Linked DNA regions of Mus musculus: region 2 is linked to region 1. A link is a contact called in public promoter capture Hi-C data. All regions are on one chromosome and are shown on one strand. The core of a region is the stretch at or near the end of the contact, and the rest is flanking DNA. Distances in the headings are between cores, read along the strand shown.

Region 1 (4,799 bases), core at 1,624-4,123:
GCTGACCAGATCCAAGTCAAAGGCCAAGGTAATAATTTGCTTAAATGTTATTGAGATTGGAGCCTTGCAGAAGGGCAGCTATTTCCTCAAGGCTTGAAACCCAATTCTTAGAAGAGCGCAGAGGCAATCATCTTTGTGGCTTTGGGCTAGGCAGAGATTCCTTAAACAGGGTGCAAAACACTAAGCATTAGAGATAAGACTGGTACATCGGGCTGATTGAAAATTATGAAACTCTTTTAGTCTGATACAGGTTGAGAGAAGGGATTTGGAATAGATATAAGGCATTATATCTGGAATATGTGAAGAACTGAATACAGTTCAAACAGGCAAAAGACACAAATAGATACTTCTCAAAGAACATCTTAATGGGTGATAGACATCTGAAAAGTTGCTCAACAGCATTGGTCACCAGAGAAATGAATGCCTAATTATAGTGAAATATACATCCCTGTTGTAAATTTACAAAGAAAGCACTTAGGCTAAGGAGATGGCTCAGAGGGTAAAGCAGCTTGTGGCTAAGCCTGAGGATGAACTCAGTTCCACCCCCAGACCCCACATGGTGGAGAGCTGGAGCTCCCAAGAGTTGTTCAATGCCCTCGACACAGCCACTGTGGCATGCACACACCCCCCTCCAATAATAAAGTGTAACTAAAGACATTTTAAATACCATGTTACCAAATGGTAAATGCGTGGGGTCATCAGGATCTTTACAGTGCTGGCTGAAGCATTAAACAGACTACCCATTCTGCTTTACGGATAGATCTATTTTTGTCTGTTTTATGGTTTAAGCTTGTTGTTTTCTCTTTGGTTGTTATTTTTATAACCCAGATAATTGGAAATATATTTAAAGGTTAACATTGTGTGTATACTCTGTGAACCAGAATTTCCAGTCTCCAAGCGTGTGCTTGGCACAAATGAATGCTGTATAGCAGACATATGGAAGAATGTTGACAGCAACTTCACAACGGACTGTCCAAAACCTGAAGCAAATGAAGTGCCTATCAGACGGTAAGCTGAGGGCATAAAGTGTTGGTTATTTAATGAATATGCAGTGGTGAAGAATGAGCCACGGTTACATACAACACCACAGAGAAATCTCACGGAGAGAAAAATGTTCACCCTCTGTTTCCCCATGAATAGTTCAAATACCAGAACAATTGACATATGAAGACTGAGTTCTTAATATTGGTAACCCTGCAATCTATTGAGTGACAGGGGCCATGGCTAAGCTGGAAATGTTCTGGGTGACAGCTCTGTGAGTACACACACCCATCATTTTGTACACAATAAAAGACACTGTGAGATCAGAAAGGGCTCACATTATCAACAAAAAAGCTGGCCATATATCCTGAATTTGTGTTCAAGAACATGTAAGTTCTCATACTGATGTCTTACACTGTTTTAGTTTTGGGAATTCGCCTCCCCTACCAGAGAAAGCATGTGCATGTGTGAGAACTCTTCATAGCCTAGCAGACACTGCTGGATACGGATACTCACGCTCCACAGAGGTGGAGAGGGCAGAAGAGAGCACCGATTCGGGAAGCCATCTAGGCCCCAGTACCCAGGAGAGGGTCAAACGAAACTCAACAAGTGTTTATTAACGACTGCTTTCTGATTTATTTAGTACCTGGCATGAACTTTTTAGCAAGCAGTGCATGATTAATAGCTATTTCCATAATATTGATCTCACGGTTATCTCGTCCTTCCTCCCATAATACAGATGGGAAATAGTGTTTTTGGAGGATAGGTCAAGACGGTCAGTAAAGCTGGGCGTGGTAGACCACGCCTATAATCCCAGCAGTTGGGAGGTGCACAGAGGTGGATCAGTTAAAGGTGAGCCAAGGCTACTTAGAGGCCTGTCTGGGGTTCAGGAGGCATTGTCTTAAAATAAAGACCAAACCACAATAGCTTCTTGCAAGGCCTTCCGGGTAATTAAGTGGTGAAGGAGAGTTCCACAGCGGAGCCATCAACTATGTGTGTGTGAGTGAGTGAGTGAGTGAGTGAGTGTGTGTGTGTGTGTGTGTGTGAGCCATCAACTATGTGTGTGTGAGTGAGTGAGTGAGTGAGTGTGTGTGTGTGTGTGTGTGTGTGTGTGTGTGTGTGTGTGTGTGTGTGTCCCACACCTGCGAGCAGTAACAAGCAGCAAAGACCAGCGCTGCTCTCTGGAGAGCTGAGCTGCTGTGCTTAAGGCTTTGGCGATAGCTTCCCGGGATCGCCAATTGCACACAGGTGGTCCGCGCGGCCACAGCTGCTTCCTTCCCCCCAGGACCACGACCTCACCTCCAGCCAATTTGTTCGAGGAATCAGAAAGATTTTTCCAGGGCCCACCTAAGAGTTTTCCGACTTCACAAACACCGCGCGAGGCAGGCGTGGGCTTCCACTCCCGGCTCCCGGAAACCAGAGAGCACTGGGGCGAGGAGCGCCTAAAAGTTTGAAAGAAGACGCGCCCGCCAGGGAGCAAGCGGGGTAGAGGGAAGGACAGTCTAGGCAAGGGAAAGCTAAAGAAGACGGCAGAGTGGAGCGGAGAGGACAGAGGAAAATTGTGCCCTCAACCCCAAAGTTAGTTCGCCGCCCACAAAGCACCTCTCTATTGCGCCTGCGCAACGCTGCCTCTTGGTCACCCCGCCCCTTTGCGCCGCCCGAGGTTTACTCGTCTCTCGGCAACCATTGACCCGAGGAGCCAATCAGAGGGCGGCGTTCGTCCGGCCCCCCGCCGTCAGCGCGGGGCGCAAGGATCCCGCGGGGCCCCGGCCGGCGCGCCCCGCCCTGGCTCCCCCGGGAGGCCGGCCGCGGGGCGGGGGCAGGGGCGGGGAGGCGCGGGGGAGTGGTCAGGCCGGTTAAGATCGGAGGGGGCGGCGGCCGGACCGCTCACTCGCCGCAGCTGTCTAGGGGCCGCAGTCTCCGCTCCGCTCCTGCTGGGGGCTGCCCACGCCAACCACCTGCCTCAGTCACCTCCTCTTCCAACGCCCAGGTGAGTCCACACTCCCCTCCTCCGCAGGTGGGAGGATGCTGCTGCGGTCCTCCGGGGCGGGGGGGGCGGGGGGGGCCGCGCTTTCCCGCTTAGGGTCAGTCCCGGCAGAGCCTGGTGGCATGCCCCGGGGATGGAGGAGAGATGCCAGCAGGTGTCAGGACCCGCCTGGCTCCCGCGTCCCTCACGCAAACTTTCCTCTGTGAAGGAGGCAAACTTTTCGGAGACCGTGGCCGGGCTTTGGCAAACTTGGGCGAGTTCCTGCTGCCCCGGCAGCCGGAGTGTAGGGGGCTCTTTCCCTGCACCTAGTCGGTGCTCCGGCTCTGAGCTGCGCCCCTGTGGCGCGCACACCGAGCCCGGAACCCGGGCGATTTTGAACCCCGCGGTTTTGGCGGCGCAGATGAAGACGCAGCGGTCGGGGCTAAAGCCTGGCCGGCGAGGGGAGGGCAGTTTCCTGGGCTCGGTGCCCGGGATGGCGGCTGAGATCCTTCTCCCTTTGGGACTGTGGACACCCAGCGCGGCCAAATGATCGAAGCTGCGCGTCTCTCGGAAACTTCTCGAGAATTCAGCGGCTGTGAAACCTGGTTCCTCCCCTTTGGGGATCGAAAGTCGCTTACTGCGTAGGCTGAAAGCCATGTAGTCAGTCCGTTGACTCTGATAGCGGTGCTGTCGGTGGCTTAGAGGCGCGGCTCCCGGATCGTCCGGGTCAGGGAACTTCTTTAGCGCAGTTTGCGAGGAGGGTGAGAGCCTTCTCCATAGGAAGAAGTTGAGGAACCTGCAGTACCAGCTGGTAGCCTTTACACCTAGCGCGGGCAGGCTGGAGGGCAGGAGACCGCAAAGTCCTGGAGGGCTGGTGAGGAAATGCCTAGTTGGTTTTTCAAGAACGCAAAACTTCCACCAGCATCGATTGTCATCCCTAGGTGGTCTAGGCCTCTTTTCTCTCCTCTCAACCTTTAATGTGGAGAAACCGTTCAGAGCCCGGACCCAAGTCTTAAGCCCCTCCCTCAATTGAGGATAAAGTGCTTACAACGAAAGATTTAATAGACTTACTGATTTTTTAAGAATAGCTGTGTATGTAATAGTTTGAATTATGACGAGTTTGGTGTTCTGGAAATAAAGTTAAGATGGTCAAATCCTCCTAAATTAGGTCCCCAGCTGCCCCGCTACTCTGGGAAGGAGGGTGACGGTGGCCATTGCTGGCTACAACAACTTCCACTGTAATTTGCTTGGCAAGGCAGCGAGGGAGCCAGAAAGCTAGCCAGGCAGCCAAGAGGGTGGTAGGAAGGCTTACCAAGAATTCTATCTTGCTGGAAGTCACCAGAGGTGTGATTGTTTTTCCACATCTTACCCCGCAGTCGAAGGGTGTGGGGTGAGGAGTAACGAAGAGCCACTTTTCTCTCCCAGCTGCTACAGCTGGACCACCAGTGGTCCTGTCCTCTGCTGGCCTTGTTTGTGGGGATGGAGGGCTTAGTATCTTAGTATCCGGATCGGACAGCTGAAACCTTCTCTCTGAAGAGACACTTTGGTTTAAGAAGCTTTTAGATGGAGAGTTCGATGTGTGGAATAATTGTCCCAGGATCTGCACAGGATGTTGCTTACTATAGTTAAAATTGTGGGGGTTGTTGAGCGATCTCTAGACTGTTACTAAAAGAAAGGTCCCGAAGTTTTATGAGTAACTTTAGTGTGTGCACCTAGAACAAACAGTCACACTCTTTAGTCTGAGTTTCTCCCATAATACCTACCTTGTATCTAGAGATTAAGTTTGTGAACTCAGAAGGGAGGACTTGGCTCCTGGCCTGTTGGTCTGAGTGTGAGTGGAGTGCCAAGGGCT
Region 2 (4,799 bases), core at 865-3,364, 2.2 Mb before region 1:
AGACAGTTAATAACAAGAATAACAAATAACTTCAAGCCCCTACTATATAAGGCTGGCTTAGGATACATCACACACGTCCTCAGCACAACTCTGTCCATCTAATTGAACAGATGGGAAGGCAATCCTGGAGGGAAAGCACGCTGGCTCTGGCATGGAGGGAGAGCACACTGACTCTGGCATGGAGGGAGAGCACACTGACTCTGGCAAGCCCCCTCATCTAAGCACACCATGCTTTGGATCTCTGCCCTCAGACCCCCCCTGGCTTTGCCTCTCGGATGGCTCACAATCCTTTGCTCTGCTCCTCATCTGGTGGCTTCCCTCTGCCCACCTCCGTTCTCCCAGGTTGAGCTCCGATATCTCTCAGATGAAGTTGTTTAGGGTCCTCGCTGGTACTGGGATTGCTTTTCTGAACTCTGTACTTAGATCACATATAGAAAAGGCCATCTCCAATCTCAGTGACAGGCACTCAGACTTCACTGGAGTGCTACTTCATCCCTGCGCTTGTGACCCGGGTGTGAAGCTTGTCACTTGGTCACCCTGCCTTACTTTGTTTTTGTTGTTCTCTGTGGGCTGTTCTCTTAGCTGTAGTAGCAGCTTTGGGAACAGCATCTATCTAGTAGTTGTTTGATGGTGATTCTGAAACATGCCCGTGGGTTCAGATTACCTGGATGCCTTCTAGAATAGCTTGCTGGGCTCCTCCCCAACACTGTCTGATTCAGCGAGCCGGGCTGAGTGAAAATATATGTTTCTGAAAATTCCCCAGGGAGCCCTGATGCTGTTGACCCAGGAGCCACATTCTGAGGACAGCTGGGTGACTGAACCTCCCACAGGATGAAGATGGAGGAGGCAGCCTTTGAGTCCTGTCTCTGCCACTCAACAGCTGTGGGACCTATCTGATCCCCCACGTCTTCGTCTATGAAGATGGGGATGCCCTGCTTGCACATGCGCACTGTCCCTAACCCACTGCAAAGGTTTGATAAGTCTGGAGAAGCTGGCACAAAATAAGCACTAAACCCAGCCTGAGAGACTTCCCTCCCTGGCTCACACAAAGTATGTTGTAAGCAGTGAGAGTAACGGGTGTCACTGCAACATGGCACCTATAATTAACAGCCTTCGAAATTAAGCCAGACTTATAAACAAACAAACAAACAAACAAACAAACAAACAATACAGCACAAGGGCGCTCAGAAAGTCTTCTTCCTGGAGTGTGATGGGTGTAAAAGCCAAGTTGTACAAAGTCTATATGTATTTTTAAAATACAGGGGATGTCCCCAGGTACTGCCTCCAGACTGTCCATTGCTAGCCAGTGTTGGTCATGGCCACGCAGTCTCTGAAGAGCTTAGAGTTGCTGGAGTCACCCAGGCTTCAGGGCTGATGGGTTGGTAGTCACAAGTGAGGCCCATCGTTCAATAATTTATTACTTATCGTCCATCCAGCCTCCTCAGAGCAGATGGGACAACCATCGCGGCCAGTCCAGTGGTTTCAAAGCATCCCAAAGCATCTCTGCTCCTGCAGTTACCCACATCCCCTGAAGCGAGACTCGTGTCTTCCCTCAGGGTCTATCTGAGCAGCTACACTGGCTGGCATTCTGTTACTGGAAGGCCAATAGGGACTGTGCAGAATGGGCCTCTGACCGTTTTCCAGGGCTCGGGAGAGAGTATTCCAGGGATGGTACACCTCTAACTATGCCCTGCTAACACAGTAGACTGGGGCCATGGCACTCTCTCTGGCTGTCTCTATGCATCTCTACCCAGGGAATGCTGCCAGGTCTACACCACCCTGCAAAGTTGAATGAGATCATTTCAAGAGTACTGGTTGTACGCAGGGACCCTAGGGGGATGTTGCTGCTCTTCCAAAATCCCTCCATTTTCCAACCCCTCGTAAAAGAGCACCCACCACTGCCCACCCAGAAGACCCCCCCCCCCGCCAATGCCCAAGAAAAGGACGATCTTCCCCACTCTTTCAATTTTCTCTACTGTCCGTTATTTTCCCAACAAACCACCAGAGCCAGGCGGCGTGTCCGCACACTCTTGGTTGGGGCGCCACCCCAGGCAGCCCTACGGTAGGGATTTCCCTCCCAGAGCCTTGGCCCGGCCGCCGGGTTCCCCAGAGAAGGCAGCGCGAGAAGTGGGTGTGTGTACACAGCAGGATGCAGGGAGCACGGGCCGCCAGGCCCCCAGCCCTCGGAATATTGGGGCCCGCTAGATCCCCGCACCTGGCGCCACCCGCCGGGCGATGCCGCCGAAGATGATGGCTTCTTTCGGGGGAGCATCGCACCGTGTCTCCTCTTCTCATCACCTCTGGTAGCTCAAGCTTCTCTATGTCCTATCCCCCTCCATATGTCCCCTCCCTCTTTGTCTGCTTAGCGCCTCTGAACATCCTGCCCTCTCCTATGGCCCAACTCTATTGCGGTCACCTCCCCGGGGACCCTGGCCCCCTAACCGGCCCGCCGGTTCGGGTCTCACCCAGAACAGCAGGTTGAAGCCGAGCAGCAGATACTTGATGCACCGCAGGCCCCCGCGAAAACGCCCCATGCTGCGACCCCGGCGGCGGGCTCCCGATTCCCCAGGCCCGCGCCGAGCCCCGGGAGCGGCGGGCGCCGGTGGAGGGGCGGGGCGGGTTGGGAGGGGCGTGACCTGTGGGCGTGGTCTGCGGGCGGGGATTTGGTCGCGAGCGGCCAGCTGGCTGTGGCTGGGGCGCCCTGGGGTGGAGATCCCGGTCCCACGCACCCGCTCCGGCCCTTGGAGGTAGCACCACCTTCGTCCACGCTGGTGGGCTTGGGCTCCTGTAGCTATCCGAGCATATGTGCGCCCACCCGGAACGCGGGGTCCATTTAATCAGTGCCGGGTGCCCAGACTCCCTTGAGGCCCTCGATGATGGTTGAAGTTATCCTGCGTGTCTATGGAAACCTAGGGAGGTGACTTCAGATGGTAAAGCTAATAGGATCGGTGAAGCCGGTAGAGACTCTGTGGTGAGGCGCCAGGCAGAGTGTCCAGGGCTGCAGTTAAGCAGAGTCCTGCAAGCGCCCAGGCCGCGGGCGGAGGCCGCTGCTGGGGACCCTCCCTCCTGCCGCTGCGTTCCTAGAGGACTGTTACCTTAATAGGCAAGAACTGGGAGTAGGCGCGCCAGGCGGAGGCCCTGGGCCCTGACACTGCTTCCCACCCTGCCCAGTCCAGCCCACCAGATCAGGGAAAGGGAGTCAGACCTCTCACTCACATCCTGCTAGGTTTGATAGATCGGGGGCCTTGAAAGAAGTCCAGATTCTTAGGGTCTAGACTGAGATGTGTAGATCAGGGAAAGGGAGCGAGTTCTGTTTTGCTTTGTTTTTATTAAGCTAGGCGACTGGTGAAGAATCGGGCATTCACTTCAGTTGACTAAGTGTCTACAATATGTGGTGTCAGACGGCACGGGGGAGACAGGAAAGTGTAAAATCAGGGAGCTTGTGCATTAATTTAGCAACACTCTAAGTGCCAATTATAGGCCAGGCATAGTAGCAAGCCCTGGGGACACCAGAAGAATGCCAGGCTTGCTATCACATCTTTACTGGAGGGCACAGATCTGTAAGCAAATTTTTGGAACAAGGTGAGGTGGGTGGGCTAGGAGCTGGGCAAGAGACTGCTTCTGCCTTGACTAAGGAAGGCTTTTCAAGAAGACTGGACCTGATCCTAATTTGTAAAATAGGTGTCAGTAGCTGGGCAGTGGTTGTTCACGCCTTTAATCCCAGCTCTTGGGAGGCAGAGGCAGGCAGATTTCTGAGTTTGAGGCCAGCCTGGTCTACAGAGTGAGTTCCAGGATAGCCAGGGCTATACAGAGAAACCCTGTCTCAAAAAACCAAAACCAAACAAACAAAAAGGTGCCAGTAGAGAGAGCAGGGGGTCAGGGGAGGAAGCAGAGGAAGTACAACCTAGCCTGGGAGCAGGAGTCAGAGAGATGGCCAAGGTGAGGGGAGTCAGGAGCTCACCAGAACAAATCACAGAGGGCAGGCACTTGACTAATGTGACACATTACCCCATTATCTTGGGGCCTCTCTTTCCCATCTCAGTATGGAGATTGTACAACCTGCTTCAAAAGAGTTGTGAAGATTAAGGAGTTAATATATGTACAGTGAGATCAGTGAGGCACATGAGATTATGATATAAGGTAGCCAGGACCTCACCAACCATTCATTCAATTTCTTCCGTGTTACAGTCAGGCATATTTCCATCTTTGAAAAGCTAGTGAATTTTATTTATGAAACTGAGAAGGCAAATGAAAGTGCTGCTTCTGGTAGTAACAGTGAACTGGAGACAAAGATGAAGTCATTAAGTATGCGGAGGCGAAGCCCTGGTTTCAGTTACACTTATAGCTCTCTCTCACCTTGGTTTTGCTTTGAAAGAGGAACTAAATTAATAAGTGGTCTCTACTATCCAGTAGGCATTCAGTAAATCAACTGAGGGAACAGTAATATTATACTGTTGTGTTACATTGTTGAATTTTATGTCTGTAATATTTACAGATTATATATTCTGTAGTCTCTGGAAACAGAATTCCTATTATGATATATAATAAATCCATTGTTCTCTCATCCTGTAACCCTTGTGCATTTACTAGAAATGTTTCATTGCATGCCTAACGTGACACTTTTAGATCTGCAGTATGTACTGAACCCTTAGCTTAGTAACTTTTCCTGTTGCTGTGATAAAGCAGCAAAGGAGGAACCAGCTCACAGTTCAAGCGATGGAAGTTACCGTTACCGCAGCAGGAACTTGAGCTGGCCACATTGTATTCAATGTCAAGAATCAGAGAGTTATAAATGCTTG

Evidence for each region. Promoter capture Hi-C pulls out the DNA fragments that hold promoters and counts their contacts.
Region 2: a contact with region 1 is called in a promoter capture Hi-C map of pre-B cells, with 3 times the contacts expected there. The contact joins the promoter of Tspan2os here to the promoter of Tent5c in region 1. A contact is called at or near these places in 3 of 39 promoter capture datasets (cranial neural crest, liver and pre-B cells).

The regions. Positions count from the first base shown.
Region 1 is chr3:100,487,266-100,492,064 of GRCm38.p6, reverse strand. It overlaps Tent5c (terminal nucleotidyltransferase 5C), which reads left to right and starts at 2,873. Exons shown (of 2, transcript NM_001142952.1): 1 at 2,873-2,971.
Region 2 is chr3:102,732,732-102,737,530 of GRCm38.p6, reverse strand. Tspan2os (tetraspanin 2, opposite strand) reads left to right here and starts at 2,114. Exons shown (of 4, transcript NR_040588.1): 1 at 2,114-2,303. It overlaps Tspan2 (tetraspanin 2), which reads right to left and starts at 2,761. Exons shown (of 8, transcript NM_027533.3): 1 at 2,466-2,761. The coding sequence starts at 2,534.